Regions from separate parts of the Drosophila melanogaster genome. Here region 2 is linked to region 1. The links are chromatin contacts, called in public Hi-C maps. All regions are on one chromosome and are shown on one strand. Each heading gives the region's core, a stretch centred on a gene start, on an enhancer-like site or on the middle of the called end of the contact. The rest is flanking DNA. Distances are from core to core; before and after follow the strand shown.

Region 1 (4,166 bases), core at 554-3,053:
GATGACAATAGTTAAATAATACAACTTTTGTGCATATATATCACTATATAAATATATATGCATATATAGGAACAATCCGAAAAAATTAAATTGAAAAGGCCGTTAAATTATTGTTTCTTTTTCATCTGTGATTTAGGTCTAGTATTCTTTTTAACGTAGACTTAGTTTTCACCTCTTCAAGATTAAATTTTGATACTGAAAATGAAATTGATATAATACCTAGGGTTCTTAGAAAATTTAACCCGACTTTTTTAGAGCGGAATTATACTTTTCAATTTATCTCGTCAAAAAGTTTACTAGGCAGTTAAAAAAGAAACAATACTTTAACGGCATTCTTTTTCGACCCGTATATGTATATGAACTACAAAATAAAAGGATTTCAACCTTCAATTCGAAGGTCGTTTGGCAAACGGAAAGAAAGACAAAAAATATATCGACATGGCTGTGTAAACTGATCAAGAATATGTGTTCTTCTATTGACATTTCCTCCTTTACTTCGTTGACAATCCTGACTGAAATTAGTTTACCCATTGCAAAATCTAACTACATATTATATCTACTCATTCTAAGCTTTGAGATCATTACGCGTTAACATTTTAATGTAACAGTAGCATATTATGCGTATTTATATTTTTATGTAAAGTTTATACAAGTTGATCTTTAAAACAAACAGCCTAAGACTGAGGGATCCTGTTTGCGCCGCGTTCGGCGGCAGTCGGCGAAATAAGCAGCTGTTAATGCTGATCAACAATATTTATATGTTGACTACCGCCACCTGACAGATTACGAGATTTTTAAAAGTACTTCGCTTTAACTTTGGAAACCGCCTAATTGATTTGATTCGACCCTGATTGATCAAAAATACTTATTTAACAGGCCGGCAAACCAATTATCAATTTAAGTGGGATACTACATTTTAATACATGTATGGTACATTTTCTATACAAACAGGGTTGGTAATGGCTTGGCGAAATATTAATATATTTTTTAACATTCATAGTCATAAACAATCAACATGGCATAAGATCAACAATATATAGCGGATCTGCAGTTCTTGACATTCAATTTATAACGGAACAATCAATATATTTCTTAAAAATTGTATGTTTAAGTGATAAAACATCCCAACAGCATTATACAATTACATATGTATGTATACACCAAAAGACATTTCTGTATACATACACAGTGACGACACACTCTCCGAGGAGACAGAAGAAACTCTATATATACACAAACATCTTACTCTCGGGGAAACATTCTTATTCGATACGATTAACAATCCGGTACAAATATGTTGGTATAACATAGTTGACATATAAAAACACAAAATATACATATATGCCCATAACACCGTCTTCCTTTTTTGGTACATCTTTTTCAAAATTACATTTTCACATGATTAAAAATTGTTCCAAACAGGTTTTTGTCTGAAGAGAAATACTCGAAAACAGCTCATTTAAATTAGTTTTTTCTACACTTGGACTACATACAAGAATTATTTATATAAATACTGTAGAGCTAGAGCTATAAAAAAAACTTGTTTAGAGCTGGAACAAAAAACGATGTTTACTTTAACTTTCGATGTATAAAGAAACTTAAGGGCATCGATAATTTTACAAATCAATCGATAGCGATTTTTTTCCAAAGGCCCGTATAATCTTATAATATAAGTCAAATGGTTTGGTTTTTTTTTTTTTTTTTGAATTTAACATATGCGAATTTCTACTATAAGTAATATTCACAGTAAAAACCATACCATATTGATAGGAAACTGTCTTATAAAGATTTTATTTGACATTTGTTGTAGCAGAACCATTATGTAAGTTCCTAGTAAATTTTTTAGCTAGGCTTAAGCACTATTTTATGTTTTAAGAATAATTTTATAATTATTAAAATTTATCTATTACCCGTGTCGAACCTATTTTGATTGGTGTAAGAAGTTTGAAACCCAGTGAAAGAGTTAAGAATTTGAAGTAAATATATATATGGTCAGTATCAAGAGCCGAGTCAGCACTACCGTCTGTCCGATCATCCGTTTTTACGTTACTATCTCTTAGCACCGGTTCTTGACTGCATAAAATTTTTGTTCAAGTTAAAAGAGTTTTCATAATTTTGTTTTCTTAAGTTTAGTCATCGGACGAAAAGTCCAGAAATCAATTGTTAATTAAAGAATTTAAATAGTTTCGTTGTTTTTAGTCATTAAATGTCCACATTCGCTCTGCTGAGATACTGCTAAGATATATAAGTTTAGCCTTGCAGAAGCTATCATTATTATCTCTAGTAATTATATTTTTATAGTGCTCCATTAACGCAAAATTCGCTTCATTGGGATGATGTAAAATTCAGGTCTTCGAAAAATTAATTGCAATTATTGTTTATAACATTATATAAAGATAAATAAAAACTTGGGTAAACGAGCAGGATGACAAAGTGTGTAATATATATAAGGGAATTTATGTGTTTTGCACTTCATTTTCATGAAGCAACAACCTGCGATATATTATTGGTGTAAATAGTATATAAGCTGTACGAGATTCGGTGTTTAAAGTAATTTTCGATATTTTTTGGATAGAATTCCGATTGCGGATAACTATTTGGTTGTATTAGATTCCTGAATTGTTACTAAAGAAACATAAATAGAGGAATTTGACTATCAGGATGGCCAATATAATGAGAAGAACGTTGATTCCTGGACTTTCACACTTGAGGCTGCGGCCACAACTTGTTGCAGCTGGATCGGCCGCGTTAACGTAAATAGTAAATGCTTACATAATTCGAATATATCATTTATATTTGTCCAATTGGAAACTCGTTGTTTAGTTCTCAGGAGACGCGACGGGGAGCAGCCAAGTGGTATCCAGACCCTGAGTTCATGAAGCAGTTTAGCGGCCCGGTGATGTATCCAGACGAGGTCACATCACTTTGGACAGTGCCACCATGGAACAGTTAGTTGGTAACCCAATATTAAACTGACCCTTGAACTAATCGCTTGACTTACCTCCTCTACTAGGCAAAGTAACGCCTGTCGAAAAGTCGGTGCGTAATCTGACCTTGAACTTCGGCCCACAACATCCCGCCGCCCACGGAGTCCTTCGTCTTGTGCTGGAGCTGGATGGAGAGGTTTAAGCTGTTAATCGACCACAGGTCTTGTGTAAATTAAAACCTCTGTTATTGCAGACCGTTATGCGTGCCGATCCGCATATTGGGCTGCTGCACCGTGGGACCGAAAAGCTCATAGAGTACAAGACATACACCCAGGCATTGCCGTATTTTGACCGGCTGGACTACGTCTCGATGATGTGCAACGAGCAATGCTACTCTCTGGCTGTAGAAAAACTCCTTAATATTGATGTGCCTCTCCGTGCTAAGTACATTCGAAGTAAGAATACAAAGTAATTTTCTCTTGCTCTTGACTTTGTAGTCATTAAGAAGATTTCAATAGTTTCGCTTTTTTAATATATGTATATATATATTATAATTTAGCATTGTCACCATCGCCATAAATCTTACGCAACAAAATCTTTTTAAAAGTTCTATTTAATTTTTGATTACCAAAAAAAAAATATTTTAAATTTGGGTTTGATTATTAAAATTATTTTAATCTAAAATTTAAAGTGAGATGAAAAAGTACCCACTATTTTTGGCACTGAAAATTGTTTTTCTTGTACAAAAATATATTAAAACCAATGGTTCGTGTAGTTCTTGTCTCTCAAACCAAAGACACTAGAATAATTCTAGTGTCCTTGCTCAAACCATGTAACATACATATTTCGAAGCTTGAAAAATGAGCCAAGATATCAGGGTAATATAAAAGATAATTAGAAGAGACTATAAATTATATTCTTTTCTGGGAAAACTGACTTGCAGCGCTCATTGGTAGGACGGTATGAATTTACGGTCTTATCGAATTAATGATCGTCGGACCGCTTGAAGAATTTTAGCCAGCCAAATATAAATTGATCGAAAAAAATAACTTTTTGTCACCACTTCTTCACCATTCACTAAAATTGTAAATTTGTAATAATTATGTGAAATTGTTATTTTTTGCGCAGCTCTCTTTGCCGAGATTACTCGTATTCTCAATCACATTATGGCCGTCGGAACACATGCCTTAGATGTTGGTGCTCTAACGCCATTTTTTTGGCTATTCGAGGAGCGAGAGA
Region 2 (4,166 bases), core at 864-3,363, 220 kb before region 1:
AATAGAAAATGTACCTCACTACTTGAAGTCACCAATGAGAAACCTTACTTTACCTTAAATAATAAAAAATATATGTTTTATGACATTCCGCATCTTTTCAAGTCTGTAAGGAATAATTTTCTAAGAGCTAATTTTGAAACCCCTGACGGACTAGTTGACTTTGATGTCATTCGAGAGGTTTACGAATTAGATCATGGATCAGTAACGAGAATGACTAAATTAACAAGGAGTCACGTTAATCCAACCAGATTTGAGCTAATGCGCGTATGTTTGGCAACTCAAACACTTAGCCACACTGTTGCAGCGGCAATTAAGACTTGTAACCAAAACAAGCAATTACATCGAAATAGTTCCGAAGTTGCAGCTTCTACGGCTGCATTTGTCCAAAAAGATAATGATTACTTTGATTGCCTGAATAGCAGAGTATTAACTGACAAAAACCCCATGAAATGCGCGCTCCAAGTTAACAATGGAGTTTGGAACAAACTAAAGGAAATGCAGGAATACCTAAAGAGCGTTAAATATCACGGGAATAAAATATATTGTGTTGATGGCTTGATCCAAACTACTGAAGCTATATTTGGACTCGTCGAAGATCTCTTTAAGGATCACACAGACCACTTTTTCTTTTTAACTAGTAGAGTTAACCAGGATCCCCTTGAAAATATATTTGCGTGCGTTCGAGCAAAAGGTGGTAACTGCAGAAATCCTTCAGTTAACGAATTTAATATAATAATTGCCAAGCTCATATCTCTACACATTTTTAAATTTTCACAAAAGTCGAATTGCGAATCAGATGATGATGTTATGTTGCCAATAGAGTTCGATTCGATAATATATCAGCCTTTCGTTGAAAAAAAAGAAATACAGCAACAAGAATACTCTGTATCATTTTCCAAAATCGTGCAAGACAATGAGAGGTACTTTGACCAAAATATAGATAACTTTTTGTGCAATGATGTACCCATTGAATTAACTTCCAGTAGATATTTTGTTGGATATATTGCTAAGGGATCCAGTTGCGATAAATGCAGATCGGTAATTTTAAAAGAAACCGAGCATTTAACAGCTCCATCAGAGCTTTTTATACATGAGAAAAACTACTCAATAGAATCGGACTTCGGGAAATTAAGGGCACCATCTGATTTATTTTTTAATATTTACAAAATACACATTAAAGCTTTCGAAAATATTTTTAAAAATAATAAAAAACAAATGTGTATAAAAAAATTTATTGTTGAGCAATGCATTAAGTGCACAAATGAAAGTAGTGCCTTCCCATTATGGTTTTATGAAAATAATGAATGTTATGCACATAGAACAGATCTTTTAAACAAACTTATAAAAGTTTTGCTTTTTAAGCATTGTAAGTGGACTGTGATAGCTGATAGACAAAAAAAGCAAGCTAAGCTCAGCATTCTATCTCATGAATAAAAAAAATGAGCGTTATTTAAATAACTGACGACTGAAAAATCGAGCAATATATAATAAAAAACAATAGTTAGAAAAATAACTTAATTGGGGAATATGGAAATGTTTTAATGTTAAACATTAAAATATTTCAAGTCGACTCGAAGGTCATATACGTAAATATAAGACCCCATTACAATTGTAATGGCCTCCCCGTAGTGTTCCCTGGGTACCGACTATTACACATATTACACATAAATAATTATCAACATAAATATAAATATGTAAACGGTAGCTAATTCGAGCGGCGATTTTAACAAACGAATTTAAAAAGCTTTAAAATTAAAAAATTTTAAAATTAAAATTAAAATTTTAAAATTATAATAAGAAGGGCGCGAATTTTTAAAAATTATTTTATTTCATCATATTGCTACGAAATTGGCAAAAAACTACCCTAATATGTACAATGTAAATTCATTTCTTTGATCAGAATTGATTTCGGCCCGAAAATCGTCTTCTAGCACAACACCCACACATATACGCGTTCCCGTCTCTTGTTTTTACTCACACAAGCAAGCAAATTCTATTTTTAGATTTCTTATGTTCTCAGCGTGAGCGAGCGGAAAGAGAGCAATTTTGGCCGTCACCAAAAAAGTGGCTGCATAGTGCCAAACCAATGTATGGCCGTTACGCATCTTGTTATTCTAGTGTCTTTGGTATGGCCGTTACGCATCTTGTTATTTATATGGCTTTGAATAGACCATGTGCAGTGTGATTAATGTGGGGGTATGTATTAAAAACGACATATAATATAAGTATATTTATGTATGTGCAAAAGGAATATATCAGGATATTTCGGTAAGAGCGACAAACCAGCCAAGTGTGAATTTATGAAGTTGATGCATCTATATTTTTGCAAATCTCAAGTTTATATGCAGAAGAGTCACTGTCGTTATATTTGAATTTTGCTCACTAGCGGAGATGATTAAATTTTTTATTATTGTACTGAAATACAAAAATGTTTTTTAAACTTAATTAGCATTTTAAGTAATAATAGTTTTTCTCCGGTATTCTAACGTTACCAGTGTGAACGGATCGGACAAGCATTCTTCCTAATTTAGTACTACTAACCGTTTATATTCCAATTACACTATATATATGGACACAGTCAGTTTTGGTTTTTGTCAAACACGGAAACACAGTATAAGCATGGGGTAGCTCAGTTCTTAGACGGGAAGGTCAATAAAATCTCTTCTGCTCGAGGTTCAGAATAAGAATAATATTATAGAACATATTAAAAAAAAAGCCGCTGTGGTAAAATGTGAATATAAAAAATTAAACATATTCTTTTTCTGTTGCTTATTAAATGTAAAATATATTCTTATATACAAAAGGCTTCCAAAGGTTTTGCAATAAGAAAAAAATATATACTCGATTTTGGTGCTGAAGGATAGTACTATAGTTTACTTTTTTTCAATTGTGAGATGATCCCTTAACCCAAGTTATGGGGTTTGGTAATTGTAAGCCATTTGTTTGTTTTTTGTTTTTGAAGAACACCGAGAGCATTTGTTTTGTACAAATCCTATATATACACACTTTTTTCAAATATTTCGCATTGAAATGAAAGAGTTTAAGAATCTTTATATATCCTTAACAAAAAAAAAACGGCATTGCTAGTCCGAATAAAATAAGTTAAGGGTAAAAAAACAAACAATATTTTAATATTCTCCATATTAAGTAAAGCGGGTAACTGGACGGAGAATCTACGAAATCGTTTTATATTTTACAAAATATATAGGACAACGGGAAAATATCCAAACCACAAAGCAACAAAACCTTCATTTTCTGGTCTGGTATATTTGACCCTTTTTTCATTTTGAGATTCACGCATTTAGCCCAAAAATGGACGTTTACTTTATATAATACTCCTATAGGTTTTCATGTCACATATAATACAATTCCTCTTCAATTCTGTTTGATAGCAGTATGATCAGGCCTTCCTGTTAAAAGAAATTCACGTGAAAGTATATCGATAATAATTGTTAAATACTTATCGATTTTCTGCCACCCTTGAAGTGCAGCTGTCATTGGTAAAAATGGCGAATTGTAATAAAGTCGGGAAGTCAACCATAAATTATTAATTTTCCTTATTTTGGACAAATACAAATTTTCATATTCAAGGAAGTGCGCTCAGGAAGCACAGACTTTACATTCGAAGTGTGCATATTTGTAAGCATAACGATTGAGCAATACACGTTTTGTATTGGTATGAGTGTTTCACAGACACGCTACTAACTCGGGTATTAAAATTTTTGAACTTCTGGGTCTTTAAACTTTACTTAATAGCAATTTTACGGCTATTTATAATAGTATTTATTTTGCAACAACGTGAAGTGAATACACTATAACTTTTTACTTTCTACCTACTACTTACTTTTCTATTACTTTCCTTATTTTTCTAACTTGGACAGTATTTGCATTTCGCCGTCCCTTGAATCTGGATCAGGGCAATATTTACGCACCGCAAGATATAAATGAACCAAATCGAAATACAGGAACTTACTACTCACCTATCCCAGGCACTTGATCAAAACTACGATGTAAGAAAACGTATTACCTTATCAACAAATCAGTTAATGTAAAGATCTTTTCAGGTCGTCAATATGGACGCAGTTCTCTGTGTCATATGTGCATTGGAGGGTACAACTATCACCAAGGAGCAGTTGGAGGCCACCAGATTGGCTAAGTACATAAAT

What was found. Hi-C and Micro-C count contacts between places; a contact is called where the count stands out from the background.
Region 2: a contact with region 1 is called in a Hi-C map of the Kc167 cell line, with 5 times the contacts expected there. The contact joins the promoter of MED26 here to the promoter of ND-49 in region 1. A contact is called at or near these places in 27 of 107 Hi-C or Micro-C datasets (the Clone 8 cell line, the Kc167 cell line, the ML-DmBG3-c2 cell line and 9 more) and 1 of 6 datasets of contacts at active chromatin or transcription factors (the Kc167 cell line).

Annotation. Positions count from the first base shown.
Region 1 is chr4:569,191-573,356 of dm6, reverse strand. ND-49 (NADH dehydrogenase (ubiquinone) 49 kDa subunit) reads left to right here and starts at 1,803. Exons shown (of 7, transcript NM_001272135.1): 1 at 1,803-1,822; 2 at 2,576-2,753; 3 at 2,824-2,948; 4 at 3,014-3,123; 5 at 3,181-3,382; 6 at 4,056-4,166. The coding sequence starts at 2,662. It overlaps Ephrin (ephrin,), which reads right to left and starts at 1,602. Exons shown (of 5, transcript NM_166771.2): 1 at 1,186-1,602.
Region 2 is chr4:786,925-791,090 of dm6, reverse strand. It overlaps MED26 (Mediator complex subunit 26), which reads left to right and starts at 2,113. Exons shown (of 6, transcript NM_166791.2): 1 at 2,113-2,196; 2 at 3,882-4,010; 3 at 4,065-4,166. The coding sequence starts at 3,945.